2 separate regions of the Mus musculus genome follow, and region 2 is linked to region 1. A link is a contact called in public HiChIP or PLAC-seq data. All regions are on one chromosome and are shown on one strand. The core of a region is the stretch at or near the end of the contact, and the rest is flanking DNA. Distances in the headings are between cores, read along the strand shown. Region 1 holds the start of Prmt9 (protein arginine methyltransferase 9). Region 2 holds the start of Ttc29 (tetratricopeptide repeat domain 29).

What was found. HiChIP or PLAC-seq counts read pairs in DNA pulled down with a chosen protein or histone mark.
Region 2: an H3K27ac HiChIP or PLAC-seq map of embryonic stem cells shows a contact between it and region 1, with 5 times the contacts expected there. The contact joins the promoter of Ttc29 here to the promoter of Prmt9 in region 1. A contact is called at or near these places in 1 of 39 promoter capture datasets (embryonic stem cells), 2 of 115 datasets of contacts at active chromatin or transcription factors (both in embryonic stem cells) and 1 of 9 other capture datasets (embryonic stem cells).

Annotation. Positions count from the first base shown.
Region 1 is chr8:77,547,502-77,551,277 of GRCm38.p6, forward strand. Prmt9 (protein arginine methyltransferase 9) reads left to right here and starts at 1,896. Exons shown (of 12, transcript NM_001081240.3): 1 at 1,896-2,235. The coding sequence starts at 2,047.
Region 2 is chr8:78,211,573-78,215,348 of GRCm38.p6, forward strand. It overlaps Ttc29 (tetratricopeptide repeat domain 29), which reads left to right and starts at 1,770. Exons shown (of 14, transcript NM_183096.3): 1 at 1,770-1,976; 2 at 2,436-2,499. Gm39202 (a long non-coding RNA gene) reads right to left here and starts at 1,721. Exons shown (of 3, transcript XR_878950.3): 1 at 1,278-1,721.

The sequences.
Region 1 (3,776 bases), core at 646-3,145:
ATTCAAACCATCACCAGAGGTTATTTCTGAGTACGGTTTTAGGGAACACAATCCTTTATAGTAAGAAGGCAGGGGTTGCAAGAACCAGAGATAGCTGATCTCATCGAACTGCCAAGCAGAAGAAAGAGAGTTGGATAAGCCTACTAAACCCCAAGGCTGGACTCCAGTGATCCAATTTCTCCCCGGAAACTCTACTATCTTCCCAAATAGCACCACCAGTTCGGGACCAAGTGTTCAAACAAACACCACTCTCTCTCTCTTAGTTTCTTTTCCTGTTGCTGTGATAAAAGACTCCGACAAAAGCAATTTAAGGGAGAAAGAGATTGTAGGGAAGCCAGAGCAGCAGTCGCTGGTCAAATCATTGTCACAGTCAGGAAGCAGAGGGTGCTGGGTATACACTGTTGCTGGGTTTTCTTTCTCCACTAATACAGTCCAGGATGGCAGCCAGGGAAAGGTGTTTACCCACAGTAGGTAAGTTTTTCTACCCCAATTAAAGCAATCAAGATAATCACCCACAGCTATGACCAAAGGTTGGACTCTGGGTGAGTCTAGATTCTGTAACATTGCAAACCAAAGTCTCTGTCAAGGACTGGGCTGTGTCTCTCTACCCAGCCTCAGTCTATCACCTCTAAATTATACAGGATGCAAATAACATTATACATCTTTGGTTAAATGTTTACGGGAGTAATAACATTTTTTAAGGTTTAGATAATTTCTAAATGTTTCTAGATAATGCCAATTAATTACATTAACTATGTATATATAAGTAAAATGCTTTTCTAGATTATTACATTGTATAGTTAGAGCACCCTTATGAATTAAGCCAGGAAGAGAGCTTTATTAGGTCTGTCTGAATGTCTCAAGGGAGGGATGCTAGACTGGAACGAGAAAACCCTTCCCACAAGCCAATTAGTCTTTATGTTCTACTCAGTTCCATTAGGTATAGAGGCCTGCCTCTGTATTTCCATCTCACTAAATACTGTATAGTTAAATCCTACATTGCTTAATACACAAAGCATCAAACAAGGACGATATGAATAGCTAGGAAAATACATAGGCAAAATTAAAGAGCAGGAGAAACACTTTTCATCAAGTGCAAGATATATTAAAATTGTCGTTCTGTACATATTCAAATAATTGTGATTAGTTCCTGTCTTCGAAGACCTTTCTTAGGTACATAGGTATCTGCTTACAAGAGTGGATCAGACAATAAGATACTAGAGAAAGCAAAAAGACACATAAAGGATGGACTTGGGAGAACTGGAGAATTTTAGCTTAATATCCAAAATGGTGTATCCTCCATTTCACATTGTTAACCACTGTATGCACCGCTAATCTCTTCAAAATGGGAACAAAAAATAGCTTTCGCTATAATTTCTATACATTGCTTTAAAAGTTTGGATTTATATCTTAGAGGCCACACTTGACATCAGTCTTCTTTGTTAATGTGCATGTCATCAGGAAATTCAGACTCGGCCGTACCCATCCCACTGTTCAACCTTGAAGCAGTTCTCCGTGATGGCCTTTTCCTTTTTTTTTTAGAGTGTGATCCCAAGTTCCACCTCACTGAGTTTTGTGAGAATACTTAATACTAGGAGAGTACACAGTGATTAATTTAAGGAGCTTTTATTTCGTTTTGCAGTAGTGAGTCTGGTGCGATGAGATTCAGAAGGCCTGGAGCTTCGCACAAGCAGGACTAGAGCAGGGTTTGGAATTCGCAGCCGCACTCTCCAGGAGGCAGAGAGAGGGTGGAAACCTTTGGTTGCAGTCTGCCAAAAAACCCCATTCCAGAAAATGACTTTACAGCCTAGTACTCCAAGACCATAGTGGGCCGCGGGGCGCTCCCTGGTGTGACGTCATCACAGCGCTTCGCCGCAGGATGCGCGCGCAGCCCTGTCCGCCGCTGGGAAGGCGGGGCTTCCTGCTGTGTGCACCCAGTGCCTCTGTGCGTCCAGTTGCTGCGACCGGCCCAGGGAAGCGCGCCGTGGAGACTCTTTTCCCGGACGAGGCCATCCTCCTTCGTGGGCTTCCGAGCGAGACTTATCCATGCCGAACTCGAGGCCCAGGCCCCGCCGGGGCGCCGGGGGTGGCGCAGGTGCGGCCGGCCGGGACCGGCTGGTGGCACGGTCCTTGCAGAGTGCTGAGCACTGTCTAGGTGACCAGGACTTCGGCACTGCTTATGCCCATTACCTTCTGGTGCTCAGCCTGGCGCCAGAGCTAAAAGACGACGTGAAGGTGAGGCCTTATTTTTTTCAGTGGCTAGCAAATCCTGTGATCTGAGCAGGAACAACAGGGTATGGTGTGTGTGTGTGTGTGTGTGTGTGTGTGTAACAGAGACGAGAGACAGGGAGAGACAGAGACACCGAGACATACAGAGACAGAGACGGACTCTCCAAGCATCGAATTACTATAGCCTACAGCCCATCTCAATACAGCCAGGTTTTAGTAACAAAAGTCAAAAGTTGTCACACATCTGTTTCAAAATTTCTGCCTCACTTAAGATTCCAAAGGCCTTTTAAATGGGATAGGACTGGGTAGTTCTTTTTCCCCTCCAGTATCTAATTTAAATTAGCCCTGCCTTGTAGGCGTTGCATTATCTTGTGTAGAAAGAATGCTGTGTATCCTGAGGTTGGATAAAGTGTTCAGTCATAAGGAACTTTTAATATTTGTTGATTCGTCTTACTTGCATCAGTTAACCGGTTGAACTACTGTATTTTTTTTTTTTAATGTTAGAATCTCAATTTCAAAAAGTAACTTAATTGCATATACAGTTTTAAGCTGTGGACAGTCTTGCTTTGTTTAGTCCAGAGTTTCTCAACCTGACACTGGTGACATTTTGCACCAGACAGTCCTGTGTCTTCCTTCCTGTTTCACAGCACGGTTTGTCCTCTGCCCACTAGATGTCAGTAGCATTAGGCTTTTGTAGTCCAAAGAAATTTCAGGACCTGTTGGTTTACTTGGAAATATGCTAGTATGTTGGGTCGTTTGTTCCTCTGTGTAGAAAGTAGTAGAATAGTGTGTGTTCCTCTGTGTAGACAGTAGTAGAATAGTGTGTGTTCCTCTATGCAGACAGCAGTAGAATAGTGTGTGTTCCTCTGTGTAGACAGCAGTAGAATAGTGTGTGTTCCTCTGTGTAGACAGCAGTAGAATAGTGTGTGTTCCTCTATGCAGACAGCAGTAGAATAGTGTGTGTTCCTCTATGCAGACAGCAGTAGAATAGTGTGTGTTCCTCTGTGTAGACAGCAGTAGAATAGTGTGTGTTCCTCTATGCAGACAGCAGTAGAATAGTGTGTGTTCCTCTGTGCAGACAGCTGTAGATAGTGTGTGTTCCTCTGTGTAGACAGCAGTAGAATAGTGTGTGTTCCTCTGTGTAGACAGCAGTAGAATAGTGTGTGTTCCTCTGTGTAGACAGCAGTAGAATAGTGTGTGTTCCTCTGTGTAGAAGACAGCAGTAGAATAGTGTGTGTTCCTCTGTGTAGACAGCAGTAGAATAGTGTGTGTTCCTCTGTGTAGACAGCAGTAGAATAGTGTGTGTTCCTCTGTATAGACAGCAGTAGAATAGTGTGTGTTCCTCTGTGTAGACAGCAGTAGAATAGTGTGTCTGTTTTCTGACAAGGGACTGAGGTGCATATTTTACATATCAAAGTGGATCTGGCCTCCAGGTTCTCCCAGCATCCCTCAGTCTCTATCTGGCATATCCTGCCCCCAACCCTGAACTTTCCAGCCCAGAGGCTGGGCTGCCCCTTCCCCAGAGGCTCTTCCCTATATAACCTAGA
Region 2 (3,776 bases), core at 520-3,019, 660 kb after region 1:
CATGTGAGTTGTGGCCAATGAAATGTGAGAGAAAGCTGTTGCTTTTATTCTAAATGAAGCCTTTGAAGCCAATGAGCAATTTTCCTCCATCATCATCTCTCCACAGGCTAGGCATGCCCTGGCAGCAGTCCCTTCAGCCCAGGTCTGCTATGACAGTAGCAAAGAGTAGAACCCAAGGCTGACTTGTGACAGCACACAGCATAATTCAGAAATGGCTTTGATGTTTTAGGCAACTAAGGCTTGTGACTGTCATTGACAACATAGATCTTCTTAGTAGATCACCAACACAGGAGGGACAAGGAAATGGGTTTCCAGGGTCTCATCACTACTTCTGGGAATGGCAAATGTAAAAGGATACTTTCTAAGTACCAAAGGTGTACATTTTTATCAATGTTTGTAGGGAAAAGTCAGACAATGTCATCCCCAAAAGAACTCAGATTGCCTAGAATATTCTTTCTTCAGTGTTGCAAGGGGACACATGCAATAAAACACCGGAGTCAAAACAGGAGGCCTCAGGGAAACTTTCCTATCAGGATTGAGAGCGGGATGTCACACTGTATTGAGATCTATTATGGGAAGTGGTTAGGATGTGGTGGCATCCACTGGAGGATTAGAATTTGCATTTGAAGAGAGTTTTAACTTATCCTAAATACCCATCTTCAGAGCACAGATCAGAAGATACTCTGGATATCGTAGGTAAGTAACAGCTTTAAGTGGTCATCTGTATCTTCTCCCACTCCACTTTGAATTCTAGACAGGGAAGAGAGAATCAATTGGAGGAATTTCTGTCTTCCCTGTCAATCATTCATTTAATTAAAAATCCTGTGTGAATACATACCACATTCCTGTCCCCATGCTATTACAGGACAAGAGAAAGGAAAGACAAAAACGCACATTTAGCTGACACTTTCGGGGAAGATAGGCTCATAGTAAAGACATCTATAAGTGAAAAGAATAAAGTGAGATTAATTTTATGTGGGTAAAGATCGGCATGTCCTTAAGTCCTCAGTACTTTCAGAAGGGTCCAAGTCCCTTGAGAAAAAAAAAAAAAAAAAAAAAACTAGCTGAAGCCAGCAACATTCACTTGGAGGAAACTGTTTCCCCTTTATTTTTGTTTGAGTTTTCTTTCATTTGCAAAGATCTATCTCTAAGGAACCTCATGTTCAGCACAAGATCAGTCATAGACTTTCCAGAGAGTTAGGAACAGCAAGCGGGGAGAATAAATACAAACAAGCGAGAGAGAGAGTTTTCTAGACCTCTAACTCAGAGATCTTTACCTGTGAGATGACAGCAAATAGAACTCACAAACACTCGTGCAGAAAATCAGCAGAGAGCAGAGTCCGGGAGAGAATTCACACGGGTCAAATGGAGTTACTTTAAAGCTACAAAATGAATTCCTGAGAACAGATGAGGCTCTCCTGGTGTAGACAAGAGATGGTGCTGGCTATAGGTAGTCACAATAATCAATTGCATATTCACAAGAAATAATTGAATGCATGGAAATACTGAAAAAAGGAAACAACTCAGGGGCATTCAGAAGGCCCTTGGATTGTGGGAATTTCTCTGGCGGGTTCACTGGAGGAACCAGATCCTCTTGCAGGCCACGCCCACTCACTAACAGGCCCACTCTCCAAGCACCGCCCCCTCACTTGAAGAGTCTTGGAGCTGACCAATCCTAAAGCCCATTTTAGCCTAACTACGCCTCCATCTGGCCCGCCGAGCCCCTCTGTTTCCATGGAGACGCTTTCAGCGTCCCCTGTCTGCACCAAGCCAGGCCAACAATCTGGGATGAGAGTACCGCGCCCAGCACCCACCGCCTGCAGAAGCTTAGTCAGGGACACAGAATCACAGGCCCAGAGCTAGTTTTCTAAGGTTTGTGGGGCAAGGCTGGGGACAGGACCTGGTCAGCTCCCAGAAGAGTGGGCGGCTCTTCCTTTCCAAGAACCCCTTCTTCCATTACTTGGGCCCCAGCTTGGGTAAGAGGAGAGAAAAGGCCCTCTCCACTCATCCCCCCAAATCAATTCCCTCGCAGAAGGCGCTCTTCTTGCCCCTTGGACCTTGGTGGGCCAAGAAAAACCAAACCTCTCTAGGCACAGCAGACCTGTTCCGAGGTGGGTGGAAACAGAAGGATCAGCTGTCATTAAAAACATCTCGGGCTCACAAATGTCAGAGAAAGAACCATCCTGAACCATATTGGAGTTTCAGATGTTTGGGGTGGGGTGGGGGGCATTTTGTTGAATTAGTGATTAGTTTCCTAGTGTCTAACTGGGATGTTTTACTTTTTAGTTCATTTAAATATATGATATATGCTGGGTGCACAGTACTGCTACTTAATTATCCACTGGTGTGAGTGAGCCTTGTTTCTTGACATGAGGAGCACAGAGGAATTATTTTGCTAGGTATTTAAACATTTTTTTCTCTTTTCTTTGCTGTAGTATTTTGCTTACAGAATTTTCAGACAGGCCTCTAAGAGCCCAGAGCAATCGGTTATCTGCAAATGTAAGTTGGATAAAATGTGCCTTACCGTCTAAGGCTTTCCCTACCTGATGTTTTGATTGCATTACTACTAAATGTTAGGTGGTGGGAAATGTGTGGTTACTATTTATTTCACAACCCATCCAGCTGTCTACCACAACATGCTAGGAGTATCCAAAATTTCAAACTTATTTATGTGAGCTTGTTTTTCAATCATGTAAAAATAGTCTACTAAATGTATCCTGTGGTTCCCTTCATGTTTTTGGAGCTAAAGAATTCTTATATAAAAAGTTCTGAATCATAAGAATGACTTTGTATCATAGAGGGGGGAGATCATATTTATTTTGAATTTCTCAGTGATGCATAATCATTTCTCTGCTGGGTCTGTTGGCTCCATTTCCCTCATCTCAGCTTTCACCGTCACAGTGGCTGGACCTGGAAATGCAGTCATTAAGACTCGTCCCTCTCTGAACTGCCACTGCAGAGGACACAGTCATCTGCTCTCCTTTTGTGGATCCTGTTGGGGACATGTCAAGGGGGAGTGGGCACAAGGGTTACACTTTGAAGAGTTTCACTTGGGAGCCAGAAATGTAAACTCCCACCACGGGACACATACAGCCTGACCCAGAACTCTCAAACCTTTCTCCCCTGCTTCTCCATTCTCATTTGTCTTTGTACATGGGGGCCAAACTCAGAGGCTGTAACTGCAGCTGATGTGAGTGCCAACCAGCAGATCAAAGGATGTGCCAAATCTTTTCTGAATACCAACTGTAGAATGGCTCCAGGCAGCCTTTTGATCTCTGCCTCAGCCACGTGTAGCACTGCCCGTTCACTGGCATTGGAGAGGAGGGGGAAATGCCCCCTGGGTCCTCCCTAGTGCACTGCTTCAGCCTGGGTTCCAGGGCCTGAGTACATTTTGGTACCAGCTTCAGAGGTTCCCTCCCTCTCTCTCACTGAGTGATTGCCTGCCTGCAGCTTTCTTCTGTAGGGATGAGTTGGGGTGGACCCGATGGCCAAGGGTTGAGGGCGGCTTCCATTTTTACTGCTGACCTAGGCCAGGTAGTGCACAGCAGGAATGGACTAAGTTCCTTATTGCTGAGCTGAAGTTAGGACAGCGAGGGCTGGGAATCATGGGAAAATGACTCAAGTCGCATTAATAGTGAACAGGGGCTTTTGTCACTCTAAAACAGAACAAGCCTGAAATGAGAGCTTCCTCCACACACTGGCATTCCCTTCCTCTTCTTCTGTCCTCCTCTGCTGCTGTTACTTGTGGGAATGTAGCTACTTCCTGCCTTAATAAA